2 separate regions of the Sus scrofa genome follow, and region 1 is linked to region 2. Evidence: chromatin contacts called from public HiChIP or PLAC-seq data. All regions are on one chromosome and are shown on one strand. The core of a region is the stretch at or near the end of the contact, and the rest is flanking DNA. Distances in the headings are between cores, read along the strand shown. Region 1 overlaps OSR1 (protein odd-skipped-related 1). Region 2 overlaps OSR1 (protein odd-skipped-related 1).

Region 1 (4,919 bases), core at 1,044-3,543, 66 kb after region 2:
GAGCATCAAAGGAGGAAAAGGAAGCACAAGGCTTTATAAACGACAAATGAAAGTGCAAAGTGGGGTGTCACCCCGAGGGCAAGCCCGTAAGGCACCCACACACCAACCCCTCAGCACTGCGACTCTGCCTTCGGCAAGATCTAGTAACGGTTAATAGCAGTGTGTTTGGAGAAATCAAAGCTCTTACTCTGTGGATAGGTGTTTAGGGGTTAAAAAGAGAGAACGCCAAGCATTCTAATAGAGCTGTGTTATTCTTTTATAAACTAAGGCTTGTTTTTTGTCTTCCACAGTAAGAGTTGAAAACACCCCCACCACACCTGCATTGTGTTAGAGAAAATTAAGCCGGGGCGTGAGAATGGAGGCCAGAAGGAATTTCCAGTACTGTTCAAGTGACTTATCACCTGTTCATTATTTCTTTAGAAGAAATTGGGGTTAGACCGTCCATAGACTGGTCAATGCTGATGGGTGCAACGTAGGTTAGTCGAGAAGACCAGAAGGCCTCTTTGGATTTCTACTCAATACCAGTCACCTTGGCCTTCGGTGTAGAGTGTGTGATGGAGTGAGGGTGTGTGGGGCAGGGTCCTGTGGAAGGAGTCAGCTAGCTTTAGCTGATTGTGCCTGTCGTTAACTACCAGCTGTAGGATTTTGGACCAGGTACAGCATCTCTCTGGGCCTCCACTTCTTCTTCTGTAAAATGGGCTTGCCGTGGTTGGCATGACATTTGAAACTATGGTGCCCTGCCCCCCTTCTCGGGTGTTTCAGGGTAATTAGTCTCCATCTCCCCAAACAGACCGTCTCCCCCACTCGTAGCCCTTTTCCATCTCCACCCTGGCTCTCGTTTCATCCGCACCGCAGCCTGGTAGGGAAGACGCTGCTCACCCAACACCGGCCTCGCACGTGGCCTTCCCCGCTGCCTCTGCCGCAACTTCATGGCAGTTGGCACCCCTCCCAAACCAGCTTGTGTTCATCCCGACCCTTTCTCCCCAGTCTGAACCTGGAGGGAAGAAACCCTGTTTTCTTTCTCTCACCTTTGTTCCGCTAATGGTTAACTTTCTGTCTGGCACACAGAAGATAGTAAATATTAAATAAATGACGAGCGAAGACAGGAATTAATGATGGACAGCAGGTCAGATCTCAGAGAGCACGAGCTTTGGCAAAAGCGAACTTGATCAAAAGTTTTGAGAACGGGTGGCGACTCAGCCGAGGCTGAGTGAGCCAGAGCTCAATTTGTAATTCAAAGTTGCCGCTCCTAAGGCAGAAAAACAACACTACCACACAACTGATGTTTATTGACTGCTTGCTCCGTGCCAGGCCCTGCGCTTATCGCTCTGCATACCTCATGTCACTAGTCCTTATAACAACTCTATGACATATGTATTATTATTATTCCCAAATTACAGCTTAATACACTGAAGCTTAGAAAGATTAAGTGTCCTTTCCGAGGCTGCAGGGCTAACAATGGCTGAGCTAGGATTTGGACCGTGTCTTTCTGCTTCCAGAACCCGTGTCCTCACTTCTCGGCTGTACTCAGCAAAGGGGAGTGAGCCCCACGGATGCCAGCAGCACTGCCATCCACAAAGGAGTTAATGTCTGAATATGGGGCTTAGGGTCCTCGTGAGCTCGACTCACTGTTCCCTAGTTCTCCATACGAGTTTCACTTCCCCTGGTCCACGTTCTGAGGCTTTAACCACTCATTCTCACTCTCAGCCACAAAGGGACTCCAACAGGGGCAGCTGAAATCAAACCTACCGCCAGCAGCCAGGAACCGGGCTGTCAAAAGAAATGAAAAATCCAGGGGCCACGGCAGTCTTACCGTTCGTTAAGTGAGTTTATCGGGAACTCTCTTGACATTGAGCTGTAACTACGGCGTTTAAGAAAATCCCAAATTTGAAATAAATAAGTTGGCTGACATACAGACATTTTACATATGAATTTAATAAAATAGATTTTTCTTTTAGAAATCTTTGGTAATCTCTGAAATATATCAGCTGCAACCCAGGAACATTGTATCCTAAATCGTGATTCATGAAATGAAACGGAAATGTATTATGTAATTCAATTTGGAGCGTCCAGGACAGAGCTCATTAGGGCTGTTTGCTGGTGATGTGGCTGGAGTTTGGAGGCACTGTGGTTTGGGCAGAACTTCTCCCAGGCCTTACCTCCCCTTCCTCTGAGGACATTTTAACCAAGTATCGTCACCCTTTAAAAATAGCATGCTTGAGCGTTTTGCCCACAAATGAGGATAATTCAGGGGAAATCTTAAGAAAAACTGGATCGTTTCCCCTCTCCTCCCACTTTACCATTAACCCATCTCGTAATGAGTCAGGCTCACGACTGACTCATGGCCTCTCCATGTGGTCCTTGGATCCAGACCAGGGCTCACCCATACATTGGGCAGGTGGACACCAGGATGTCATCTGAGGTAACTGGAGCCCAGAGAAATGAAGAGACTCCCCCAGGGTGATCAGCTCTTAAATATCACAGCTAGAACTAACTCTGAAATCCGAAATTAGTTTTCTCCAGCTCATCACATGTCTGGATGTGCAATCAAAGCATAGCTTTCCCCACCTAGGCTGAATACGATAAGTGAGAAAGTGACTAAAAAGCACTTTTGTCTGATTTTTGTTCCACTGCTTTGCGCTTCTTTTAAAAAAGCATTTATTGAGATTATAAAATATGCCATTTTCACCACTGTAAAGTGTACAGTTCAGTGGCTTTTGGTACATTCAGTGGTGTGCACCATTACCCCTGATTCCAGAATATTTTCTGTCCCCTTGAAAGGAAACGCTGTACCAATCAAGCATTCACTCTCTGTTTTCCTCTCCCTGAGCCCCTGGCCACCCATGTATCTCCTTTCTGTCCCTATAGATCTGTCTATTCTAGACGTTTCATATCAACAAATCATATACTGTGGAGTCTTTTGTGACAGGCTGCTTTTACTTAGCAAAATGTTTCCAGAGCTCATAATGTTATATAGCAGGTATAGGACTTACTTCCTTTTATGGTTGAATAATATTCCATCGTACGTGCGTGCATACTCCATTTTATTTCATCAGTTCATGGGTATTGGGGTTGTTTCCAGTTTTTGGCTGCTCTGAACACTTGTGTACAGGTTTTTGTTTGAGTTTTTGTTTGTTTTCAATTCTCTTGAGTTACCTCAGAGTAGAATTTCCGGGTCATACAGTAATTTTATGTTTAACTTTTTCAGGAACCACAAAGCGGATTTCCGGATCAGCTGTACCATTTTACCTTCTCGCTAGCAATGTGTGATGGGCTCCGTTTCTCCACATTCTCACAGACACTTGCTACTTTCTGTTTTTTGTTTTTGTTTTTTATTAGATCCATCCTAGTGGGTGTAAAGTGGCATCTCATTGTGGTTTTGATTTGCATTTCTCCAATGACTACTGTGTTGAGCATCTTTTCATTTTCTTGCTGGTCAGTTTTTTTTTTTTTTTTTTTTTGTCTTTTGTCTTTTTGTTGTTGTTGTTGCTATTTCTTGGGCCGCTCCCGCGGCATATGGAGGTTCCCAGGCTAGGGGTCGAATCAGAGCTGTAGCCACTGGCCTACTCCAGAGCCACAGCAACGCTGGATCCGAGCCGCATCTGCAACCTACACCACAGCTCATGGCAACGCCGCATCGTTAACCCACTGAGCAAGGACAGGGACCGAACCCGCAACCTCATGGTTCCTAGTCGGATTCGTTAACCACTGCGCCACGACGGGAACTCTCTTGCTGGTCAGTTTTATATCTTCTTTAGGGAAATGTCTATTCAAGCCATTTGACCCTTTCTTGATTGGGTTGTTTTCTTTGTGTTGTTCCATTGGAAGAGTTCTTTATGTATTCTGGATGCTAGACCCTTATTGGATGTATGATTGGCAAATATCTCCTTCCATTCTGTGGGAAGTCTTTTCACTTTCTTGATAGTGTCTTTTGCACAAAAGTTTTAAATTTAAGCTCAGTTAACTTTTATTTTCTGTTTCCTGTGATTTTGGTGTTCTATTTAAGAAACTATTGTCTAATCCAAGTCATGAAGATATACAACTATATATTCTTGTAAGAAATTAATAAATTTACCTGTTACATTTGGGCCTTTCATTCACTTTTTTTTTTTTTTTTTTTTGCTTTTTAAGGCTGCACTTGTGGCATATGGAGGTTCCTAGGCTAGGGGTCTAATTGGAGCTGTATCCACCGGGCCCACGCCAGAGCCAGAGCAATGCAGCATCTGAGCCGCGTCTGTGACCTATACCACAGCTCACAGCAACGCCAGATCCTTGACCCGCTGAGCAAGGCCAGGGATCAGACCTGCAACCTCATGGTTCCCAGTCAGATTCGTTTCTGCTGTGTCACGATGGGAACTTCTTTTATTCAGTTTTAATAAATTTTTTACATACAATGTAAGATAGTGATCCAAATTCATTCTCGTTCATGTGGATAGCCAGTTGTCCCAGCACCATTAGTTGAAGACATTATACTTTCCCCACTGAATTTTTTTTTACACTTGTCAAAAATCAATTAACCATAGATATGTGGGTTTACTTACAAACTCTCAATTCTATTCTGTTGAACTATATGTTTACTTTTATTCCGATACCACATCGTTTAACTAAAGCTTGATAGTAAGTTTTTTTTTTTTTTTTTTTTTTTTGACTCTTTGCCTTTTCTAGGGCCGCTCCCTTGGCATATGGAGGTTCCCAGGCTAGGGGTCTAATCGGAACTGTTGCTGCCAGTCTACAGCACAGCCACGGCAACTCTGTATTCAAGCCGTGTCTTCGACCTACAGCACAGCTCACAGCAACACCAGATCCTTAACCCACTGAGCAAGGCCAGGGATCGAACCCACAACCTCATGGTTCCTAGTCGGATTCGTTAACCACTGTGCCACGATGGGAACTCCTGATAGTAAGTTTTGAAATTAGAA
Region 2 (4,668 bases), core at 280-2,779:
TTGTCTGGATGAGGGAACTGAGAGTGGAGACAGCTGAGACACACAGCCATTAAATGGTAGAGGGACGACCTGAGTCCTGCCTGCCATCAAGGTCCATGGCACGTTTCACCTCACTGAACTGCCTTCTCAAGTAGGCAGAACTTTCAGGTCAGAGACTGAAGGGCCAGTGGAGGATTCCGACAGAGGGGCTAAAACAACAGGAAATCAGATGTGTGGGGTACGAGGGATCCTGGAATACAGGAGAAGTGGCGAGAGAGCTCTTGGCTGGGGCTGTGGATTTGGGAGGCTGACTCGGTGTGTGGGTTGAAGCCAGGAGAACGGAAGAGGAGTGTGAAGAGTAAGCAGGTCAAAGAGAAGTTTGAAAAATATGAAAAGGTAAGGGCTGGGCAGAAGAGACGGAGTTCAGGGAGGGGACGGGGCTGGGAGAGAGCAGCCACATTGGTGGGAGGAGAGCACGGAAGGAGGGTGGAATGCGTGGGGGCCGCTAAGGTGGCAGGAGCTCGGGCATCTCGGCTTTCAAAGCCTGAGCCTTCTGGTCACGTGGCTCATCTGGCCTTCCAGACAGAAGCTCTTTGGAGGCCAAGGAGCAAAAGCTGCACATAAGTGTCCTACTGTAGTGCCAGGAGCAGAGAGCAGGCCGGATCCCAGAGCCAGCTTTCCCTGCTCCCCATAGACAGGTGACCCTGTCCAGCTTGTTCCAAGTGTAGTTGCTCCTGTTTGTTCACACTCAGAGTACTGAATTTTGGCACAGCTCTTGGAAGATGCAGGTCAACACTATGCAAAGCAGTGACCCTAGGCTAATACTGTTCTTTAGAGCTACACGTACAGGATTGTGTCTGGATGGGGCTTCTGCTCCTGCTCGTCATCAACAGCTTTGGAGTCAAGGTCAACTGAACCGTTTGCCTTAAGTCTTGCAGTTTTTAAAGCCCTGGGGTCTGTGGATTTGGTGAAATGAATGCTTTGATGAGTATCAGATCTTTCTGCCATTTTTGACACCTTCAAGATATCCCAAAGATGTTTCACAGGCAAATCTTTCATTTCCTTTTGGACTACACTCTAGGATGGTTTGTTATCAGAGGTGTACTGGGAATATTCTTGGATATTTTGGAAATTTTGCATTCCTTTAAGGCACCCTTCCAGCCCCGTGAAGAAGGGTGAAAGGCCCCCTCTGGACGTCTTCCCAGCGGCATTCTTGGGAAGGGGATGTTCATTCTTACTTAGAAGGCAATCACCTTGTTGGCAAACGTAGGGATTCTGAGCGCTTACAGAACGGGAATCTCCTAACAGCCAGGCTTAGCGGGTTATCAGTGAGGATGAGGCAATGTTCTGCACGGAGGTGGGAAACTGGAGGAGAGAGACGTGGGAGGAAGAGAAGGAGGAGAAAGTGGGAGCCAGAACAAAGAGTCGGACATGTCATTTCAGCAGCCAGGGAGTTGCACACTGGAAACAGTGACCCAGAGTGCACGTCGGGACTGTTGGCTCGCGAGAGAGGCGTGGCAGGACCCTTTCTTCTCTTTCCCAGTCACCTCTGACACTGTTTGACTCATCTTTCTGGAAATATTTCTAGCTGTACCTCTGAACCCTGAATGTTTCCCAGGCTCATTGAAATGCACAAATGAAAATTATTCATCTGTTTGGAGATGACACAAAGCTGAGGAAGCTTTCAGAAGTAAATGGATACTGTTACACAATCAGATCCATTCTCAGAAGAGGAAAGCTTTGCTGGTGCCACCCCCGTGGACCAAGTGCCGAAGACAGGTAAGGGAGGATGGAGTCCCTGCTGGCCCTCCTCGGGATGGAGAGACAGGTGTCCGGAGCAGATGCTGAAGAGGACTCATCCATCAAGGTGAGTGACCCGGAGCTGGATGCTGGCCACCCAGCTGGTCGCGTGGAATCTGCAGAGATGACTCAGAGTGTGTAAAGTCAAAAGCAACAGAGAGAGCAGACGGAAGAGCGCCAGCTCACTCTCGGACCGGCACCGGGCTGGGTTGCTCAGGGTCAGGGCATTGGCTAGTGAGTCAGAATCTTGGGACCTCTCTTCCTGTTTCTGCAAGGATCAAAGAAGGGATGATCTGTCTTACTCAAGGCACTTAACAGACTTCTTTTTACAAAAGAGGACTTGTAAATCTTTCTCCAAAGTGTGAGTAAACGAATCTGTGTATTTTCCAGGAAAATAACTGCTGAAAGGAAATGCATTGGTATTACTTAAGAGCAGGACCAGCTTTGCCCCAGGGAGCCCAGTGGTGCCCTCTGTCGTGTGGACAGGGGTGCTGGCAGGGTATCTGATCTTACTCATCGTGCCAGAAAGCCCACTACTGCAGTTCATCCTTCCTGGGCTAAGCACTACTTTCTCTGGCCTCCTCTCTTAAAATGCAGCATCCTGGGGAAGAGGTGACAGCAGAATGGCTGCAGCATACATGAGATCTCTTCTGTCCCAGACAGCGTGAGAGTTCTGGATACTTGGAGGTGAGAAGGAGGAAGGAAATGGAAGGGGAAGAAGCCTATGGGAAGAAGGTGGGAGGTACTTGCACCCCGCCTTCTGGACGTCTTCAGAAAATTAAAAGCCTCAAACTCCAAAAGTAACTCCAAACAGTACTTTATGATGTGGAATAAAAAAATATTCAGTCACTTTGGTCTTGAAGATATTTCTTCCCTTTTTAGGCTTCTTATCACATTTCAGCATTTTGGCATATGCAGAATCATGGACTTTTTAGAGTTGGTGACAGTGTCATGCTCTGAGTTAAGCACGAAGTCAGCATCCAGAGATGGAAACTCTTGCTTACCATTTCTGCGTGTCTCTGGTCATAGTATTTCACCACTCTGCGCTTCTGATTTCTTATTTATAAAGTGGGGGTAATGACACCTGTTTCCCAGATTTTCCATGAGGTTAGAATAAAAACACTACGTAGTAAAAGGCTTAGCACAGCCTCTGGCTAATTTACTAAGAACCCAATAAAATGCAAGCCTTTCTGTGTTGTGCAGGGATCCCCTCTTCTGCCCCCAAACTCCTGTGGTCTGTTAAGAGAACTAGAGTGGCAGTGACAGGGAACTAACTTGTTCCTGCACGAGGCAGCTGTCTTCAGTTCTGGGCGGTTGTGATTGCTGGGAAATTTTTCTTCAAATCAGTATCTGCCTTTCTGTACCTTCTATCTGTAAATTGTAGTTTTGCTACTTGGATCCTTTCAGTTAACCTCTTAGAATTCCCTTAGTTTCTACTATGAAAATCGTAAGTTTTTTTTTTTTTTTTTTTTTGAAGACAGTGATGATGTATTCTAAATTTTTTTTTTTTTTTTTTTTTGCTTTTTAGGGCTCTACCCACAGCATGTGGAAGTTCCTAGGCTAGGGGTCTAATTGGAGCTGCAGCTGCTGGCCTACCCACAGCCACAGCAATGCCAGATCTGAGCCATGTCTGCAGCTACGCTACAGCTCCTTAACCCGCTGAGCTAGGCCTGGGATCGAACCCTTGTCCTCATGGATCCTAGTCGGGTTTGTTACCGCTGAGCCATGATGGGAACTCCTATTTCTATTAAAAAATGTTTTAAAATTGAAATATAGGTGATTTACAATGTTGTGTTAGTTTCTGGTATCAGCAAAATGATTCAATTGTGTACATATAACTGAATCATATATATTTATATACACACACACGTCTATGTGTATTCTTTTTCATACTCTTTTCCATTACAGCTTATTACGAGATATTGAATATAATTGCCTGTGCTATACGTTAGACTTTGTTGTTTATCTGTTTTATATGTAGTAGTTTGCATCTGTTCACCCCAAACTCCTAATTTACCCCCCACCCCTTTCCCTTGGTAACCAAAAATGTGCTTTCTATGTCTGCGAGTCTGTTTCTGTTTAGTATTTAAGTTCATTTGTTTCGTATTTTAGATTCTGCTTGTAAGTGATATGTGGTATTTGTCTGTCTGGCTTACCTCACTTAGTAGGATAATCTCTAGGTCCATCCATGTTGCTGCAATGGCATAATTTCATTCTTTTTTTGATTGAGTAATATTCCATATGTACACACACACACACATATCACATCTTCTTTATCTATTCATTGATGTACACATTTAGGTTGTTTCCATGTTTTGGCTGTTGTAAACAGCACTGTTATGAACATTGGGGTGCATGTATCTTTTCGAATTAAGAGTTTTTTCCAGGTATGTGCCCAGGCGTGGGATTGCTGGATCATATGGTAACTCTGTTAAGGCTTTTAAGGAACCTCCATACAGTTTTCCACAGTGGCTACACCAATTTACATTCCCACCAATGGTGTAGGAGGGTTCCTTTTTCTCTGCACCCTCTTTAGCATTTGTTATTTGTAGACTTTTTAACAATGGCCATTCTGACTGGTGTGAGGTGATACTACATTGCACTTTTGATTTGCATTTCTCTAATAATTAGTAATGTACATTTTTTTATGTGCCTATTGACCATCTGTCTTTTTTGGAGAAAAATCTTTTGAGGTCTTCTGCCCATTTTGTGATTGAATTGTTTGTTATTGAGTTGTATGAGCTGTTTTTATATTTTGGAAATTAAGTCCTTATCAGTTGCATTTTCTCCCATTCTGTAAGTTATCTTTTTGTTTTGTTTATGGTTTGCTGTACAAAAGCTTTTAAGTTTAACTGTAATTGTGTCTCATTTGTTTATTTTTGTTTTTAT

What was found. HiChIP or PLAC-seq counts read pairs in DNA pulled down with a chosen protein or histone mark.
Region 1: an H3K27ac HiChIP or PLAC-seq map of alveolar macrophages shows a contact between it and region 2. The contact joins two enhancer-like sites. A contact is called at or near these places in 2 of 47 Hi-C or Micro-C datasets (embryonic fibroblasts and fibroblasts) and 1 of 2 datasets of contacts at active chromatin or transcription factors (alveolar macrophages).

The regions. Positions count from the first base shown.
Region 1 is chr3:118,584,433-118,589,351 of Sscrofa11.1, forward strand. The region is part of intron 4 of OSR1 (protein odd-skipped-related 1); the gene reads left to right. Among named protein-coding and RNA genes, the nearest start is that of OSR1, 220 kb to the left of the region's middle. Within about 2 kb of position 2,294, at least 22 of the 83 cell types and tissues checked have an H3K27ac peak or open chromatin away from gene starts, as enhancers often do. A contact at or near this core is called in alveolar macrophages and embryonic fibroblasts, where this site is marked.
Region 2 is chr3:118,519,607-118,524,274 of Sscrofa11.1, forward strand. The region is part of intron 4 of OSR1 (protein odd-skipped-related 1); the gene reads left to right. Among named protein-coding and RNA genes, the nearest start is that of OSR1, 150 kb to the left of the region's middle. Within about 2 kb of position 1,530, at least 14 of the 83 cell types and tissues checked have an H3K27ac peak or open chromatin away from gene starts, as enhancers often do. A contact at or near this core is called in alveolar macrophages and embryonic fibroblasts, where this site is marked.